Linked DNA regions of Danio rerio: region 1 is linked to region 2. A link is a contact called in public Hi-C data. All regions are on one chromosome and are shown on one strand. The core of a region is the stretch at or near the end of the contact, and the rest is flanking DNA. Distances in the headings are between cores, read along the strand shown. Region 1 has its middle 13 kb from the start of mex3a. Region 2 holds the start of tmem176l.2 (transmembrane protein 176l.2).

The links. Hi-C and Micro-C count contacts between places; a contact is called where the count stands out from the background.
Region 1: a contact with region 2 is called in a Hi-C map of embryo, with 7 times the contacts expected there. The contact joins the enhancer-like site here to the promoter of tmem176l.2 in region 2. A contact is called at or near these places in 2 of 18 Hi-C or Micro-C datasets (embryo and hematopoietic stem cells).

Annotation. Positions count from the first base shown.
Region 1 is chr16:51,252,331-51,256,998 of GRCz12tu, reverse strand. It overlaps a transcript of rab11al not described here. Among named protein-coding and RNA genes, the nearest start is that of mex3a, 13 kb to the right of the region's middle. Within about 2 kb of position 1,293, at least 11 of the 62 cell types and tissues checked have an H3K27ac peak or open chromatin away from gene starts, as enhancers often do.
Region 2 is chr16:51,114,754-51,119,111 of GRCz12tu, reverse strand. It overlaps tmem176l.2 (transmembrane protein 176l.2), which reads left to right and starts at 1,440. Exons shown (of 7, transcript NM_001386366.1): 1 at 1,440-1,497; 2 at 2,555-2,789. The coding sequence starts at 2,616.

The DNA.
Region 1 (4,668 bases), core at 44-2,543, 140 kb before region 2:
TATTATTTGTGAATAGGTGATAATCATTTCATCCGTTATAGCGATAGATAACCGTAACCACATTCAACAGCAGAATTGCAGTTGTCTTCAATGAAAGAAAAAAATGCATCCTCTGACCCCAACACCTGTGTGTGTGTTTACCACAAATTACATTATTGTACACAAAAGGGTTGGACACACTTAAATTAAGGTTTCTCACGATCATACAACATATTCTTGATTTAAAAACATATTACTCGATTTGTGTGTGTGTGTGTGTGTGTGTGTGTGTGTGTGTGTGTGTGTGTAATTTCTTTAAAAATGCTATGGTCAATATTATTAGACAGTAACAAATTATTATTATTATTATATTATTATTTTTAATAATAATAATAATAATATTTCATCCAATGTCTTATCTAGTGAAGTATATATTGTCATCATGGCAAATACAAATCAATTAGACATTACATTTGTTATTTACATTACTTATGTTAAAATATTGAAATATTTGGGGAAAAAACATTTCAATGGAGATTGCATTTTATTATTATTAGTTATTATTAGTTATTTGTTTATTTTATTTAATAATCTACGTTATCAAACATATTAAATCTCCCCCTCATACACCCTCACACTCTCCTCATAACTTATACTCCCCATAAACACTTCACTATTTAATATTTGCACAACTAAAATTGTACATATTTCATTTGTAAGTATGTTCATATCTATCTACATACCTCTGATTATTAATAGTAACCTGTACATATATTCATCTATTGTGAATCTCTGTTCATAGCTATACAACCTGTATTTAATTCATTTATATATTATATAAATTCATAGTACATCCATCTGTAAATATAACCATAGTTATTCAATAATTGCACTTTATAATGTATATATAGTTACATATATCTTGCAATATCCTGCACTTTCTGGACTCCTGGTTAGACCTAAACTGCATTTTGTTGCCTTGTGTGTGATGACAAGAAAGTTAAATCTAATCTAAGTCTAATTTATTTTGCTTTTGGCCATGTGAAATAACATGAGGGCATTTATTTATTTATTTACTTATTTATTTATTTATTTATTTATTTATTTATTTATTTATTTATTTATTTATTCATTCATTTATTTAGTTAGTTATTCTTGTTTTGCTTTTCATTTGGTCCAGTGAGATCACCTGAGGGCGTGGCTTCTTGTGTCAGTGAGAATGTGAATCATCAGCTGCTCGCAGAGGAGAACGAGAGATCCATTACCTCACAGCAGAGGAAAAAGAGATGAGCTCATACTCACCTGACTCATATTCCCAGCTCACACAAGCATTTACACTCAACGTAAAGCACCCTGAGTGTGAGTCTGAGCGAGTGAGTGTGTGTGTGCGAGGAGGGGGAGGGTCAGTCATGAAGATCAAAAGCAGGAAATCTGGAGTGATGCTCATTGACAATGCGGACATCTTTTGAAATATAACCTATACACCTAGGAACTACAAAATAATAAAGCAATGAATATATTTATATAGATATTAGCACTATAATATAAACATTACAGAAACATCCATGTAATGTAACAGATAAAAATAGCAAAAAATCTAATCTAATTTTTTCTAATCACAATAATACTTTGATGCACTCTCAGAAAAAAGGTACACGGTGGTACAAATAATGTTCCTTAAAGAACAGTTTTGTACCTTTACAAAAGTTGTACCTTATATGGTATAGAAAAGTCGTCTTATGATAATGTTCTGGTACATTTAAAATGAAGGTACACAATTGTTCTCATAAAAAAGGTACATGAGTGTTGGACAACTTCATTATTATCGATAAAAAGAATTGTTGTTGGAAATGCAAAGTGATTTTATGAATAATTTCCATAATAAAACATGAATCATTTTAAAGCATGTTTAAAAAAACTCAAACACTAACTATAAAGTTCTATAATACAAAACAACTGGTAAAACAAAAACTACTGTAAACTAAACATTTTCGCCATTTTTAATAAACATTTGCCCGGCGTTTTCTGATAAATTTTCATTCTTAATATCCACTATCAATTTGCTTTCCACTATGCACGTGAGCTGGTAAAAGTCCTGAATATGCAAAGTGTTCATGCAGACATTTTAGTATTTTAAAACTAATCAAACATTGTTTTAAACGTCGTTTAAAAATGTATGCGTTTTATATTTGCTGAAAATAAATTAAAGCATTTTGAATAAGGCAAGAATAGTTCTAGAGGGAACACATTTGACACTGTTAAAATGCAATGTCTCGTCAATGTAAAGATATGGATCAGATTTGTACCTTTGATGAAGGCATAATATTGTATCTGCAGGTTTTAAAAACTAAAGGGATTTGATTTCACATGGTACAAATAAAGTCTTACAATACAATACAAATTAATAAAGCAGTGAATATATTTATATAGATATTAGCACTATGATATAAACATTACAGAAACATCCATGTAATGTAACAGATGAAAATAGCAAAAAATCTAATAAAATTTTTTCTAATCACAATAATACTTTGATGCACTCTCGGAAAAAAAGGTACACGGTGGTAAAAATAATGTTCCTTAAAGAACAGTTTTGTACCTTTACAAAAGTTGTACCTTATATGGTATAGAAAAGTCGTCTTATGATAATGTTCTGGTACATTTAAAATGAAGGTACACAATTGTTCTCATAAAAAAAGGTACATGAGTGTTGGACAACTTCATTATTATCGATGAAAAGTATTTAATTGTTGGAAATGCAAAGTGATTTTATGAATAATTTCCATAATAAAACATGAATCATTTTAAAGCATTTAAAAAAACTCAAACATTAACTATAAAGTTCTATAATACAAAACAACTGGTAAAACAAAAACTACTGTAAACTAAACATTTTCGCCATTTTTAATAAACATTTGCCCGGCGTTTTCTGATAAATTTTCATTCTTAATATCCACTATCAATTTGCTTTCCACTATGCACGTGAGCTGGTAAAAGTCCTGAATATGCAAAGTGTTCATGCAGACATTTTAGTATTTTAAAACTAATCAAACATTGTGCATATCTCATTACAATACTATTGCATAACTCTATTTCTTTTTTAATATTAAGTAGATTAACTTTTCATTGATTACAAAAGTATTGTAAAAATTGGAGAAAAAAAGATCGTTTGATTTGTTAAAATGTTTTTATCCTTTATTGTTAATGGAAAAGGTGCATTTACACAAAAATAAATATTTAAAAATGTTGTTTAAAAATGTATGCGTTTTATATTTGCTGAAAATAAATTGAAGCATTTTGAATAAGGCAAGAATAGTTCTTGAGGGAACACATTTGACACTGTTAAAATGCAATGTCTCGTCAATGTAAAGATATGGATCAGATTTGTACCTTTGATGAAGGCATAATATTGTATCTGCAGGTTTTAAAAACTAAAGGGATTTGATTTCACATGGTACAAATAAAGTCTTTAAAAAGGTACAAACTGCATTGGTAAGAAATCGTTTCTTTGTTCTGTTCCATAAAAAGGTACTGCCCCAGTGACAAGGGTTTGTACCTTCCTTTGTACAACATTGTACCATTTGTTTTTTAAGAGTGTGCATATAAATTCTGAGTTCGTATATTTTAATAGAAATTGCAAATATACAAAACACCAATCACATAATACTACAATATTTAAGCTATACTCAAGCTTAATGTTGAATAGAACTGAATAAAATAGCATGGAATATACATCATCATCATTATTATTATTCAAAATATAAAATCACATTACTAAAACAAAACATTTATTAAACAATTACATTTATTTTTGTTGATTTTTTAAAAATCTATCAAATATCTAAATTAATGTATACATCATTAGTAGTCAGTGTGGGGGTAACACATTACAAGTAACGCGAGTTACATAATAATACTACTTTTCTAAGTAATGGGTAAAGTAACAAATCACTTAAATTTAGTAATATTTGAGGTACATCTTAAGTGTAACATATTTTAGATGAATTAATATGCTTTTAAAAAAATATTTGCTGAATAAAAATTAGCGTAATTAAGTTGAATCTATAAGGCTTGGTTCACAACAGCAAGGCCCAAGACCTCAGGATTATCAAAACACAAATGTTTATTGAAACCACTCATATGGAAGAACATGGGGCAAACACAAACATCAACTTGGCGAACACCAGAAAACGAATTACTAAACACAGGGACTTAAATACACTGGGGATGATGACGATAATTACATACAGGAGATGAACAAATGGCGGGAACTGGAACAAAGCAGCACATGGGGAAGGTCACATGATGAAAACAAAACACACACGGAAAACTGGAATCACACTCAGTGAGAGAATGCATGAACAGACAGAAACCAAGCTGGCAGAGCCTAACATTTCTGTGATGGACGTGAAAAAAAGGGGATTGTTTCGATGGACAGTGATTTTACAGAACTAATAAGACAAAAATACAAAACATTTCTTTAAATTTTGTATAATCAGTAACTGGGTAATTCTTCAACTACAGGCACATTTATGTCCTTTAATCATATATCCAATATATATATATATATATATATATATATATATATATATATATATATATATATATATATATATATATATATATATATATATATATATATATATATATATATATATATATATATATATATAGTTTTGTTCAAATTCC
Region 2 (4,358 bases), core at 191-2,690:
ATGAAAAAACTTTGAGAACCGCTGCTGTAGAAAATATTTAAGAGCCATTCTTCAACTTTGGGCACTTTTAGCCTTCTTTTAAAACTTGTTCAAAATGAACGTAACATAGCCTCATAAGTTTAAACAATATGTCTAGTTTTAAGATCTGTAAGAGGACAAACGTAGATAAGAAGAGGAACATTTTTTCATCGTGAACTAAACAAATTACACCACATCTTATTATACAACTTTTTTTTTTTCAAAATGAATTAAATTATGGTAGTCCAACATTGTCTGAGATCATTTTTGTATCTAGTTTAACCAATCTTTCCACAATATATAATAATTATACATTTGTCAATGAAATAAATCAGTTGTATGCTGAATTGAACACCTGTCACACTCTAAAATTAAATATTATTTTGGTTAAGAGCTTATTAGAAAATAAATAAACTGACTTTGTTTATTAAATAGAGCATGAACTTATACATTGGGAATACACTTTTAATGTGTGATGAGAACTTTTAAAATATTTGTTAAAAAATGTGTGTGGTGATGGGAATGACAGTGCAGGAAATGACATTTCAACAGTTTATTGTGAAAAAATAAAAAATAGCTTCAGCGATTAGCTTTGTATTGCTACTAACCTTTCATGTATACAAAACACTCTTATTCACCTTAATTTTGTTTGGTTTTATAAAAACATTTTTGAATGTACAACTTGTTTGGAAATGATGTAGATATTTTTTTTCCTTATCAAGCAATATTTATCTTGATTTTGCTTCAAGTGTTGTTGATAAAAAAATTAAATTCCCTCCATCTTGAAGATGTTCTCAGATGGCACTATTCACTTTCATGGAAACCACCGAAATAGTCTTTCACACAAACTTTCTAAAGCAACACGACAGTGTTGTGGTGGAAATGACACTGATACTGTGCGACAGCTATATTTTCTATAAAAAGTTATATTGATAACAGTCTCACATTAATAATTATAAAATATTTAAATTATTTCACTAGTGCTTAATTAAGATACATTAATAGATACCAGATAATATTTTAAAATGTTATTTTCATTGTTGAAGTTTAAAACTCTGGGTGTGCGGCAAGGTGAAAACAGTGATTTTGAGCCCTAAAAGGACGTTGAATAATATGGGAAAATATAATAGAAAGGTAATTTATTTTAAAGTAGGTTTATTATAGTTAGTTTGACTAAGAAAGAGGATTTTGAACAAAATTCTATATATTTTTGGATGTATGATCAAAGGAAATAAAAGTGCCTGTAGTTGAAGAATTACTCTTAATATTGTGCTGTGATGATAAAAGTTGCGTTCAGCACACAAAACAGCAATTCAGGTCGTGGACATTTGACCCCTCGTCTATTTATATTTACAAAGAATCTATTGCTGGGAAAAACTGAGACCACTCCTTCAAAAAATAGGCAATAAAACAAAAGCAGAGTCATGTCATATTCACTGTGGACCGACTGAGACGTGCCATACAGACGTGCCATAAAAGGTGAGTTTAACCTAACACTTTGTTTTAAAGATGATAAACTACATTTTTCACAAAACTGAGCAAAATAGGACAACGATGTTAAGAGTGATGAAAAAACCTGTGGTTCATAAATAATACATTAGGACTGTTGCACAAACTTTCTATAAAATTCATAGGAAGTTACGGAGATTTCAAATGTTAAAGGGGTAGTTCAGCCTAAAATAAAAAACTGTCATAATTTACACTTCTGTTGAACACAAAAGAAGATATTTTGAAGTCTGGGAAATGTCAGAAAAAGTCCAGATTTGGCCCATTCGTGAGCTCATTTGTCAGATTTTTGACAGTATGTCATTATAAATTGTTGAAAATAACCGATAGAAGAAAGCTTTAAGACAAATGTAATTATTAATTATTATTTAAATGGACAAATTCGGAGTAAGGAAATGAGCTGGCCAGTTTGTTGTTTGCCTAGAGGCTTTTGAATTTAAAAAGTTTACAACAGATTCCTAATAGTTTTTTTTAATGATGGATGATAATAAATTAGCAATTAAAAAAAATATTATTTTTCTTTATTCAAAAGGTTTAATTTAAAATTCTAATCTTAATACATTATTTTTACATTTTAAATGCACATTTGTAAATAAACACATTTTTTTAAACATTAAATTGTATGAAAAGCTCTTTGACAAAAATGTAGCCACTCCTTTTAAAATGCTGGCTAAGGGTCTGAATGTTGTTTCCTACTATCGATGTGAATGGCTATTGATTTACAACATTCTTCAAAATATCTTCATTTGTGTTTCAACAGAAACTAATAAAAGTTTGGAACTACTTGAGAGTGAGTAAATAACGAGTGAATATTAATTCTTGGGTGAACTAAATCGTTTAATTCTGCAATTATGATTTTAATAATCAATTAAATTAGTTAATATGGGATTTACATGCTATCATAATAGTTAAAATGCTTAACTTTGATTCTTTTTGAAAGTGTTACTGTTTTCTTCTGGTATAATAAATATACAGAGATGGCCCTGCTGCAAAAATGACCATTTGTTGTACTTAAAATTGTTTCTTGCAGTAAAGAAACGGGAGATTCGGCGGTTGTTACCTGTGGGAAGTTCATCACACCTGTCTACAACATGCCTCTGACCATATCTCAGGACGAAGGTTTGACGATTGTCATGGTCAACTCAAACCCAAAGAGTAAATGGCCCGTACTGTGCCAGATTCTGGGTTATCTGTGCTACAGTCCAGTGTGCTCTGTGTCTCGGATTATGATCGGAGAGCTGGCGAACATCCACATTGGTCTCGGGGTCAGTTTCTGATATTGTCTAGTTTTTTTGTTTTGTCTTTAAGGTTACTTTAGATTGATTTATTTTAAAATACAATGCAAAAGGTGTGAGGTGATTAAAAATATTTTTACAACATTCAGTAATGTTTCAGCTTAGTTGTACTTTGGTTTTACCTGTGGACAACTTTTTTAAATTAAGAGATTACTGACTTTATTAATGGGGGGTTTGAGTAAAATGTTAATATTTGTAATATCAAATAAAAATATTGTAATTTAGGGTCAAGAAAAACATTCCGTGTAAAATCAATATAAACATGTTATGTGTAGTTTAGTTTTAGTTTAATTTAGACCCCAAAGGGAAAGTGCATGTCAGCAAGGGTGTAGAATTGGCATGGTCAGAGGGGACGTGTCCCCGCTAATATCCAGCAATTACCGAAATGTTCCCACCAATAATTTAATCGCCTTAAAAAAAAATAATGCTCTGTCAACTCTTAGAAATCTACATGTGCTCAAAGGGTTAAACACATAGACATATAAAATAGACAATAGGGATATAATGGTTGAATTGCATCACATGCCTCTCTAAATTTCTGAACATTCATCCCTCCTCAAAGTCAGATTGCAGCAAATTGAATTTTGCAGCACAGGACGTGCTTTATTAAGCAAGAGATGATATTTACACTAAGTTGAAACAGCATCAGATGCTGCACAATATAGCAACATAAAGTATGGTAGATGCTTTTTGCACTTAGTGCTTATAGAAAGTGTATGCCATTTAAACTTTTAGTGTTTATAGAAGGTAGATGCTATTGCAGTGTTACTAAAAGTATGCTATTTACACTAAAAAGTATTCATACACTGCACTATAGGACTTGATTAACTAGATTTTATTATTTGGTTTATGCCATTTAGCTAAAACATGGTATTTACACTACACTGTAGACCAAAATGTTCAACATAATTAAATTGATTGAGTTGCATGAACTCAATTTTCTAAAACAGTTCTACTAACTCAAATAGTTTGAGTTTGTGTGACTTTTTATAGTCTTTGAGTGAATTGAACTTAATATATTTGATTAATCGAAACAACTTGCTCATTAAGTGCTACTTAGGAGTATAATTTAACTTACTTACTTTTTTTTGTTGTTTCAACATGTTGTCTGCGTATACAGTTACATCAGTAACCTTTAAATTAACATTTTACATACACAAATATTTTAGCCAGAACAACTGCTTTAACGTGAGCACAAAATAGAATATTCTATTATATATTATATATCTATTATATATACAGTATAATCTGTAAAAAAAGTCCATGATTTTAACAGTAAAAGTCTGTACAATCTACAGTGAAAACCCTGTCAAATGTTTAACAGCTCAAAATGGACAAAATATAGAAAATAACTGTAACAGACCTAACCTTTGTTTTCGAGAAAGTAATCAGTGTCTGAAATCTCACCATAGTATAGTCTACTAAACAGAGTGAATGACCAAACGAGTGAATTCTGACACTGATGAACACCTACTGTAGACAAGCACAATCACTGAAGAAAAGAACAAGAAATAAAACTGTACAGCAACAGTAACTGAA